Regions from separate parts of the Danio rerio genome. Here region 2 is linked to region 1. The links are chromatin contacts, called in public Hi-C maps. All regions are on one chromosome and are shown on one strand. Each heading gives the region's core, a stretch centred on a gene start, on an enhancer-like site or on the middle of the called end of the contact. The rest is flanking DNA. Distances are from core to core; before and after follow the strand shown.

Region 1 (4,369 bases), core at 1,338-3,837:
AGATGTGTGATATTATAGTATAACATATCCCTGCATTATCTATGATCTTAACAAAATAAAAAAAATCTAAACTGAAAATTCATACTGTTTATTTCTATGCATATTATCACTCTCCCCTAATACACTATTTACAGTTGAAGTCCAAATTATTAGCCCCTCTGTTTATTTTTTCCCCAATTTCTGTTTAACGGAAAGATTTTTTTCAACACATTTATAAAATTCATAGTTTTAACAACTCATTTCTAATAACTGAATTATTTATATATTTTTGCCATGATGACAATATATAATACTGTACCAGATATTTTTCAAGACACTTCAATACAGCTTAAAGTGACATTTAAAGGCTTAACTGGGTTGATTAGGGTAACTAGGCAGACTAAGGTAATTAGGCAAGTTACTGTATAACAATGGATTTTTTTGTAGACTATCGGAAAAAAATAGGAGCTAATAATTTTGACCCTAAAATAGTTATAAAAAATTACCAACTGCTTTTATTCTAGCAGAAATAAAACAAATTTGACTATTCCAGAAGACAAAATATTATCAGACATACTGTGAAAAATTCCTTGCTCTGTTTAACATAATTTAAGAAATATTTAAAAAAGAAACAAAAATTCAAAGGAGGGCTAATAATTCTGACTTCAACTTTACATAGGGGTGACAAAAAACAGTGTTGAAAAGTGGTGAAAGGATGTGTAATCTGGTGTCTTATATAATTTCCTCCTACCTAATTTTGAAGTCTACCCATGGCTCTATCCATACAGCTGTATAAATGCAAAATCATAGTGTAATTTAAGATAAAACCCTTTGAAATTACATAAACTGCTGAAAGTGATAAATATTATTGTATATGTTTAAATTTCAGCCTTTGTATCAACCACCTAAGTACTAGGCACTTTTATAATTATTTTCTCAGCCATATTTGACTGAAATTTCATTTTGTTTGTTTTTTGTGTTACAAGCTTTTGTGCTCAACAAGTCACGTTATTGATGACAATACAGTCATTTACTGAATTGACCATAAAGCAAACTAACACCAACTCGCACTAAATACTAGGCTTATGCTAGTTTTGTTGATTAAAATCATCAAACCATGTAAATGAAATATGACAAAAAGATGCTGCAGTGCTAGAAACTTGTATTATTGTCGGCTAAGTGAACAAGTTGCTCATAACGAATCTTCATTCACATATAAATCTCTCCCTCCGTTAGACTGTGAAGTCAAAAGCAGAAGAGTAGGTGTGGTCCAGCACATGGATTAAAGTAAATGTAACAGAGAGGGATGAAAATGCGAACACGCGCTCTTTGTTAACAACGGCCCTGTGGTCATGTATCCATCGATGTAGAAAAGTGATGTAAAACTATAATTTTTGTAATTAAAACAAAATATTTGCATAACGGCGACGCAGTGGCACAGTAGGTAGTGCTGTCGCCTCACAGCAAGAAGGTCGCTGGTTTGAGCCTTGGCTGGATCAGTTGGAGTTTCTGTGTGGAGTGTGCATGTTCTTCCTGAGTTCGCGTGGGTTTCCTACGGGTGCTCCGGTTTCCCCCACAGTCCAAAGATGGAATTGGGTAGGCTAAATTGTCCATAGTGTATGAGTGTGAATGACATGGAAGGGCATCCGCTGCATAAAACACATGCTGGATAAATTGGCGGTTCATTCCGATGTGGCGACCACAGATTAATAAAGGGACTAAGCTGACAAGAAAATGAATGAATTTGCATAAGGACCACCGGGAAAACATCTGATCAGATATATGTGTATATATCTCTGCCTCGGGATGGCCAGTCCTCCACTGCACCTTGATCCCACATTAATTTCAAAGGAGCAATACCCTGTACTAAAATGGCAGCTATTTTGATGCATTACTTCCAATAGACAACAACAACAGCGTAGGTGACATCTTATGTAAATATCGATGGGCTAAAACAAGATTAAACTTGGGCCATCAGTAAAAATCTAATAGACATTAAAGAATAGCCCAAAGCTAAACTAGTCATCAAACAGACAGGTTAGACAGATCTTATAAGTGTAGTCATTAATTTCTCTTTATTTGATGACTAGTAGTTTTGGCAAGATTTTTACTGACAGCCCAAATCTAGCCTTGTTTTAGCCAAGACAACTATGTTTAGACATCTATTAGACATTTTTAAAAAACTAAAATGCTTGCATGTATATTTTTATAGTATAATGTCATATCACTCACCTCCTAATACACTATCTTAGTATCAAACAATAGAAAACAGCATCTGGTCCACTTAACGTCTACTCATTTATATAGCTGAAACATCACATTTCATGTAATCTGACAACATCAATAACAACAAATCTCAAAGGCCGCGTTTAAACTCATTCCACAAAATCAGCCCTGAAAATGTAAAAAAGTCAGCAGATTCTGCCTGCGACGACTAATTAAAACAGCCTTTTTTTGGACAGCCTAACCCTTCCCGGAGCACTTACAATCCCATGATTTGAAATGGATGTGCTAGTGCTTTGGGTCTTTGCGGATGCTTCCCAGGCACTGAACAGATCCATTTCCTGCTGAGCTGCTGTTTGCTGGAGGAAGTGGCAAAAGCTGCAGTGGAACAGCCTGTACATGAGCACCCGCCTCTGGGGTCAGCGGTCCTGTGAGAGTCAACCGTCTATCTCACTCCCAGCGTCTCACAGCTCAGCACTCTCTCTGGGAACGGCGGGATGGAGATCAACATAGGCAGAAAATCCAATTAAGCCGCATTTTTTTTGGAGAATGCACTCAGAAATGTAACATGCACAAACTAAAATTTAGAGGCGGTACAGGGCCGGAGGCTGTGAAACCATCCGGTGAGGATCAGAGGTAAAATACTGGGGTGATGAAGAAAGAAAGATTTATTTTATTTTTTTTGACAGAATGATTTGATCTGAGGCTTGGTTCAGTGAACACAGTACACATTTGGAATTATGCAGTTTATGTAATTATGCTTGAAGATGAGGTCTTAAAATGCAAAAATAACAACAACAAAAATAGTTTCAGGCCATGCAGATTACAGTATTTGCTGTTGTCATGACAATTAGCGTGCATCGTTTTGTTGTGTATGAAAGTCAAACAAATTTTAAGTGTGATGCATTGTTTGTCTTGATTGTGATTGCTGCTTGTGTAATACACTCTCTGCACATAAAAAAGTTCAAAAGTAAAAAAAAATCTTTTAACTGCTTTAAAATACAGCAAAATGATAAATGTTACATTAATAATTAAGCCAATGTAATTATTTATTATTGAATTTACATCAACCATTACTTCAGTGTCAGATGATTATATAAAGTTGGAGTCAGAATTATTAGCCCCCCTGTTTATTTTTTTCCCCAATTTCTGTTTAACAGAGAACAGTTTTTTTCCAACACATTTATAAACATAATAGATGTAATAACTCATTTCGAATAACTGATTTATATTATCTTTGCCATGATGACAGCACATAATATTTTACTAGATATTTTTCAAGACTAGTATTTAGTCACTAGTATTTCATATTAGTATTTAGCTAAAAGTGACATTTAAAGGCTTAACTAGGTTAATTAGGTTAAATAATCAGGTTAGGGTTATTAGGCAAGTTATTGTATAGCAATGGTTTGTTCTGTAGAATATTGAAAAAAATATTTAGCTTAAAGGGGCTACAAATTTTAAACTTAAAATGGTGTTTAAAAATTTAAAAAGGGTTTTTATTCTAGCCAAAATAAAACACGTAAGGCTTTCTCCAGAAGACAAAATATTATCAGACATACTGTGAAAATGTCCTTGCTCTGTTATACATAATTTGGGAAATATATAAAATAAAATAAAATAAAATCAATGGGGGGCCTAATAATTCTGGTTTCAGAATGATTTATAGACTTTTTATTTAAAAAACAAAAAAGGCTTTATCTACAAAGTCGAACTCTAGATTAGCTCTATAAGGTACTTTTTTGAGCCAATCAGCATTTCAAATACACACACGATGACCAATCAGGTCTAATTAAATAATTTTACCAACTCTAGGTAAAAACAGTAGTGGACTGAAATAAAGCTGAATGCATGAACATATGCATCTTGTTTATAAAAGAACAAGAGCTAGACTCATTTTGCTGAAGTTAGTCAACAGATTCTTGTGTTGATCCTCATTTATAATACATGCCCTTGTCTTAATGCCGTGTACTTGAGCTGACTATGAATCAAACAAACAAACCCGGAATCATGACCACTTAAACCTTGATATCTCATGAATACACAGTAGTACAGCTCTGAGGAATAACAAAAGAATAGAATAGAATCATCTTGGCCTGAATAAAACATGTGACTACCAGCATGTGATCAATATGCGACACCTTCATTACGTAGGTACATGATGACC
Region 2 (4,216 bases), core at 517-3,016, 190 kb before region 1:
AAAAAGAAATTAGGAATCTGTTAAAGTTTTAAAATAAAAACTGTAGTCTATTGTCATTTATTAGGCAAGTAAACTGGCTAGCACATTTAACTTTCCTCAGTCAGAATTGACCACTTGAATATGATAATAATATAATAATAATGTAGAGCTTATAGTCAAACTAGTTTTCAAATTTATTTAATATGGGCCACTTTTTACACATTTTTAATGGTCATTTTTTGCTTCAAGAATAAGGTCCAAGATTTTGAATAAAAGTAACTTGTAAAATGTTTTCTTAAACATGATGTCACATGTCAGATTGTATGCTTTCATGGATAGCTAGATGTTGGACTCATGAAACATAATTGTTAGCATTGGTCAAAACTGATTAGCTAAAATCACGACAGCCAACAGAGAATTTTACTTGGTCTTAAAGCATTTATCGATGGGTTATTTTCATAATTTATGGTTGCATAGCAGTCAAAATCTGACAAATGAGCTCACGTATAGGACAAATTCTGGAAATTTGTCAGTGAGGGGTGTGTCTTTTGAACCACTCGTATACCGTGGCTACGGACCTGCAGGTCAGTATATTTAGTTCATCTGATCATTTTAAATGAGAGAAATATGTGGGTATTACTTTTTCACCCTCATGAAAAACCACTTTACAGATTTCTGTGAAGCAAAACTAAATTTTAGTATTAACGGTCAAATGATTCAAATGTTAATTTTACATGAAGGTAGCAGAGAGCAAGTTATTGATTAAAGAAACTAATCTTTACTATTACTATCACATGCACTATAGGTGAATTGGGTAAGCTAAATTGTGCGTAATATATGTGTGAATGAGAGTGTATGGGTGTTTCCTAGTGCTGGGTTGCAGCTGGAAGGGCATCCGCTGCGTAAAACATATGCTGGATAAGTTGGCGGTTCATTCTGCTGTGCGACCCCTGATTATTAAAGGGACTAAGCTAAAAAGAAAATGATTTAATGAACTCAATTTTGGTGACATCATTAAATAGAATTTACTAAAGTGATTTTACTGTATATGCATAGAAATCAAATGCAAGTGACTCATTTATTTAAAAAAAAAAATCTTAAAAATGAAATGTCAAATTATGAATAAAATAATGTTCCATCATAATTCAGCGTAACTGATATTTTAAAAAGAAGAAACACCACACTGATTATGAATATATATTTATAAATATAAATAAAAGACAAATTAATTACACTACATTTTATTACATTTTAAACTTTTGTGCTGACAAAATTGTCAAACATAGTGGTGTAAAAATGCAAATTAAATCAATTAATATTTCAATAATTTCATTCTTTTAATATTTCTTTTGAGGATTATTATTTTTATAAGTATGTCTAACAAGATTTTTGATGTATATAACACTAATACAAATATATTTGGTTCTGAGAGTGTCTCTACATGCTAATATCTGTCCCGTGTTTTGGATTTGTAGAGGATGTTGGAGCCTCAGTCTATGAGGAAATCAGTGAGCACTTTCTGAATGGCCTCACACCAGAAGACCTGCAGCCACAGTTTCAGCACATGATCGGTACTGACCATCTGGAGACCTGCTATCTCATATTCAACCTTGACCAGGAGACCACATGCTGAATCATGCTGTTCCAATTTAGGTAAAGACTCATGAATTGTGAAACATTGTTCTCCTTTTGTGATGTGAAAAATTTGACTTTTTCAACAAGCACTCAGCACTCCGAAATCGTTACCTCATATGACCAGTAGGTGGCACTATATAGTAAGAAAATGTGTAACAAACCAATCCAGAAAATGAAAATATCATAGTTTCTCATCTTGGCACCATTAGTCACATCCCAAGGCCTGGAATATAAAACTGCTGCCTTTTAAACTCACTACACACTAAAAGCAGAAATTTATAAGCTACTTGGAAAAAAGAAAAGATTTTACCCATTTCTTCTGCCCAGAGCTCATATAAACTAAATTATCTCTCAACATATTCATTAGACAACGATTATAAATGAGATAGCAGTAGAGAATACCACTTGAACATTTCCTACAGTGATTTCGCTCCACTTCTGAAATATAAAAAAACCAAGGACTGGTGTAGAATTTGTAAATTTATGGGCCACAGCTGCAGTTGTTTTCCACTTAAGGCGTTTTCCCTTAAACTTGTCCAGATCATTCCAGCAGGGAATTAGTCACTGTGATTGAGAAATTGGCACGTGCAATTGTATGAATGACCTTCTGTATTATATTTCATTTAAGAATGTTCACAATCTGCCTCCAGAGAATAGTGTGTTATCAAGCCAGCATTAGCAAGGGAAAACTGCATCGTTTGACACTTTGCCAGAATAAAATGAGAGAAATGTCCTCAGAGAATGTGGTTTTGGCCGTTTTACAGTAAGCAATTTGCTTTAATATCTCAGAAAAAGCTGATATGTGTTGATTATACTTAGAGATATACTCACTCAAGATGGTATCAGGTTGGGCTGTTTCTTCAAGCATTTCATATGCCAAGACCTTGCTTATGTTAAACCTCTTTGTGTGTGTGTGTGTGTGTGTGTGTGTGTGTGTGTGTTTGTGTGTGTGTGTGTGTGTTATAGTGAAAGTGAAATAAAAAGACTAGCCAGGAATGAAACCCCATTTTACAAGCACAAAAACCTGATTTTTAACTATGCACTGAGAAAAACATCTCAGAAGATTAAAAATGTAAACTTATATTCCCACAAAATACATTTATTTTTCATGTTATGTTCTGGAAAGAGTAAAACATTGAGTGAGAAGAGTCATTCAAGATAGAGCTTTTAAAAAAATGTCCATAAGACTGATGGATTGTCATGGGTGTTTCTTTATTTATCCATCAATGCATTTGGGTAAGTGGATGAGACTAGAATAGATGCAGACAGGCCTGAAAGCGCTTTAAGTTGCGATCACCTCTATGCCTTGTCACTTTAAAACCTGTCAATATTTCATCTATATAGGAAAACCAGCCACTGGGAGAGCTTGTCATCTGCGTCTTCGGGGCTTTGTACGATGTGTGATGCATTATAGATTGATTTCTGCATGTGTGTTCCACTGCTTTCTTCTTGCTTTTTTGTTTGCACATTGTTAAAAAAAATGAGGCTAGGATCCTAATTAAGAGTCTTTGTTTTTGAGCTGGCGTTTTTGACATGCATCTTTAGAATAAAATAATGAAAAAGTTTCTGGAAAATGACAAGCTGACTTTTCTTCTTAGTCACTTATGTTGTTGTTTTCTTCCGTGTCTTCTAATTATAACTTGCTTAGATTGTATTCAGATATATTGTGCATATTAAATGTGATTTTACAGATTTATATCAAGATTGCAGTGGTGAGTCTGTCTAATATTTGAAGAGCATGAGTGATTTCTGATTTCTTTTAAAATAATGGATATAATTGGATTTTATTAGGAACATATATTTTACAGATTATAGATGTACTGCGAATAAAAATGATCAAGCACAACAGTACACTTGAAATTCACAAATTTCATTCATTCATTTTCCTTTAGCTTAGTCCCTTATTTATCAGGGGTCACCACAGTGGAATGAACCACCAACTATTTCGCATTTGTTGTACACAGTGGGTGCCCTTTCAGCTGCAAACCTGGGAAACACACATGCACTCTCACATACACACACATCATACACTACGGCCAATTTAGTTAATCCAGTTCACCAATAGTGCATGTCTTTGGACTGTGGGGGAAACTGAAGAGGAGCCCAGCATAGCCGACTCTCACACCAGCAACTTTTTGCTGTGAGGCAACAGTGCTAATAAAATGAAATGGCACGGGAAAAGTATTGAACTTATGAAAAAAGGGAGGTGTAAAGAGGCATGGAAAGGTGAAATCTCAGTTTTTAGAAAACAACCCTGCCCCTCTTTAGTGCAAATCCCCACACTTGCATTTCTAAGATGATGAAGATGAAACCAGGGTAGACAATTCATCAAGATAATGATCCCAAACACAGCCAAGGAAACTCTCAATTGGTGTCAGAAAAAAAAACAAAGCTGCTAGAATGGCCCAGCAATCACTTGACCTGAATGTAATAGAAAATAAAGATTAGGATTAGAGTTCATGTAGAAGCGACCCACAGAATGTTCAAGAATTTTAGACTGCTGGGGGTGAGTCTAGGAAAAAAATACGCATAAGCAATGCAAATGACTCTATTCTCCATATACATTTCAGTAGTTCAGTAATCTTGCATTGTGTGATTTCGT

The links. A called contact is a pair of places that touch in the nucleus more often than the background predicts.
Region 2: a contact with region 1 is called in a Hi-C map of an unstated tissue, with 2.6 times the contacts expected there. The contact joins two enhancer-like sites. A contact is called at or near these places in 2 of 18 Hi-C or Micro-C datasets (caudal fin and an unstated tissue) and 1 of 4 datasets of contacts at active chromatin or transcription factors (caudal fin).

Annotation. Positions count from the first base shown.
Region 1 is chr14:32,563,514-32,567,882 of GRCz12tu, reverse strand. The region is part of intron 1 of mid2 (midline 2); the gene reads right to left. Among named protein-coding and RNA genes, the nearest start is that of mid2, 130 kb to the right of the region's middle. Within about 2 kb of position 2,587, at least 7 of the 62 cell types and tissues checked have an H3K27ac peak or open chromatin away from gene starts, as enhancers often do.
Region 2 is chr14:32,753,416-32,757,631 of GRCz12tu, reverse strand. It overlaps nek12 (NIMA-related kinase 12), which reads left to right. Exons shown (of 4, transcript NM_001017548.2): 4 at 1,455-1,782. The coding sequence ends at 1,612. Among named protein-coding and RNA genes, the nearest start is that of nek12, 7.0 kb to the left of the region's middle. Within about 2 kb of position 1,766, at least 7 of the 62 cell types and tissues checked have an H3K27ac peak or open chromatin away from gene starts, as enhancers often do.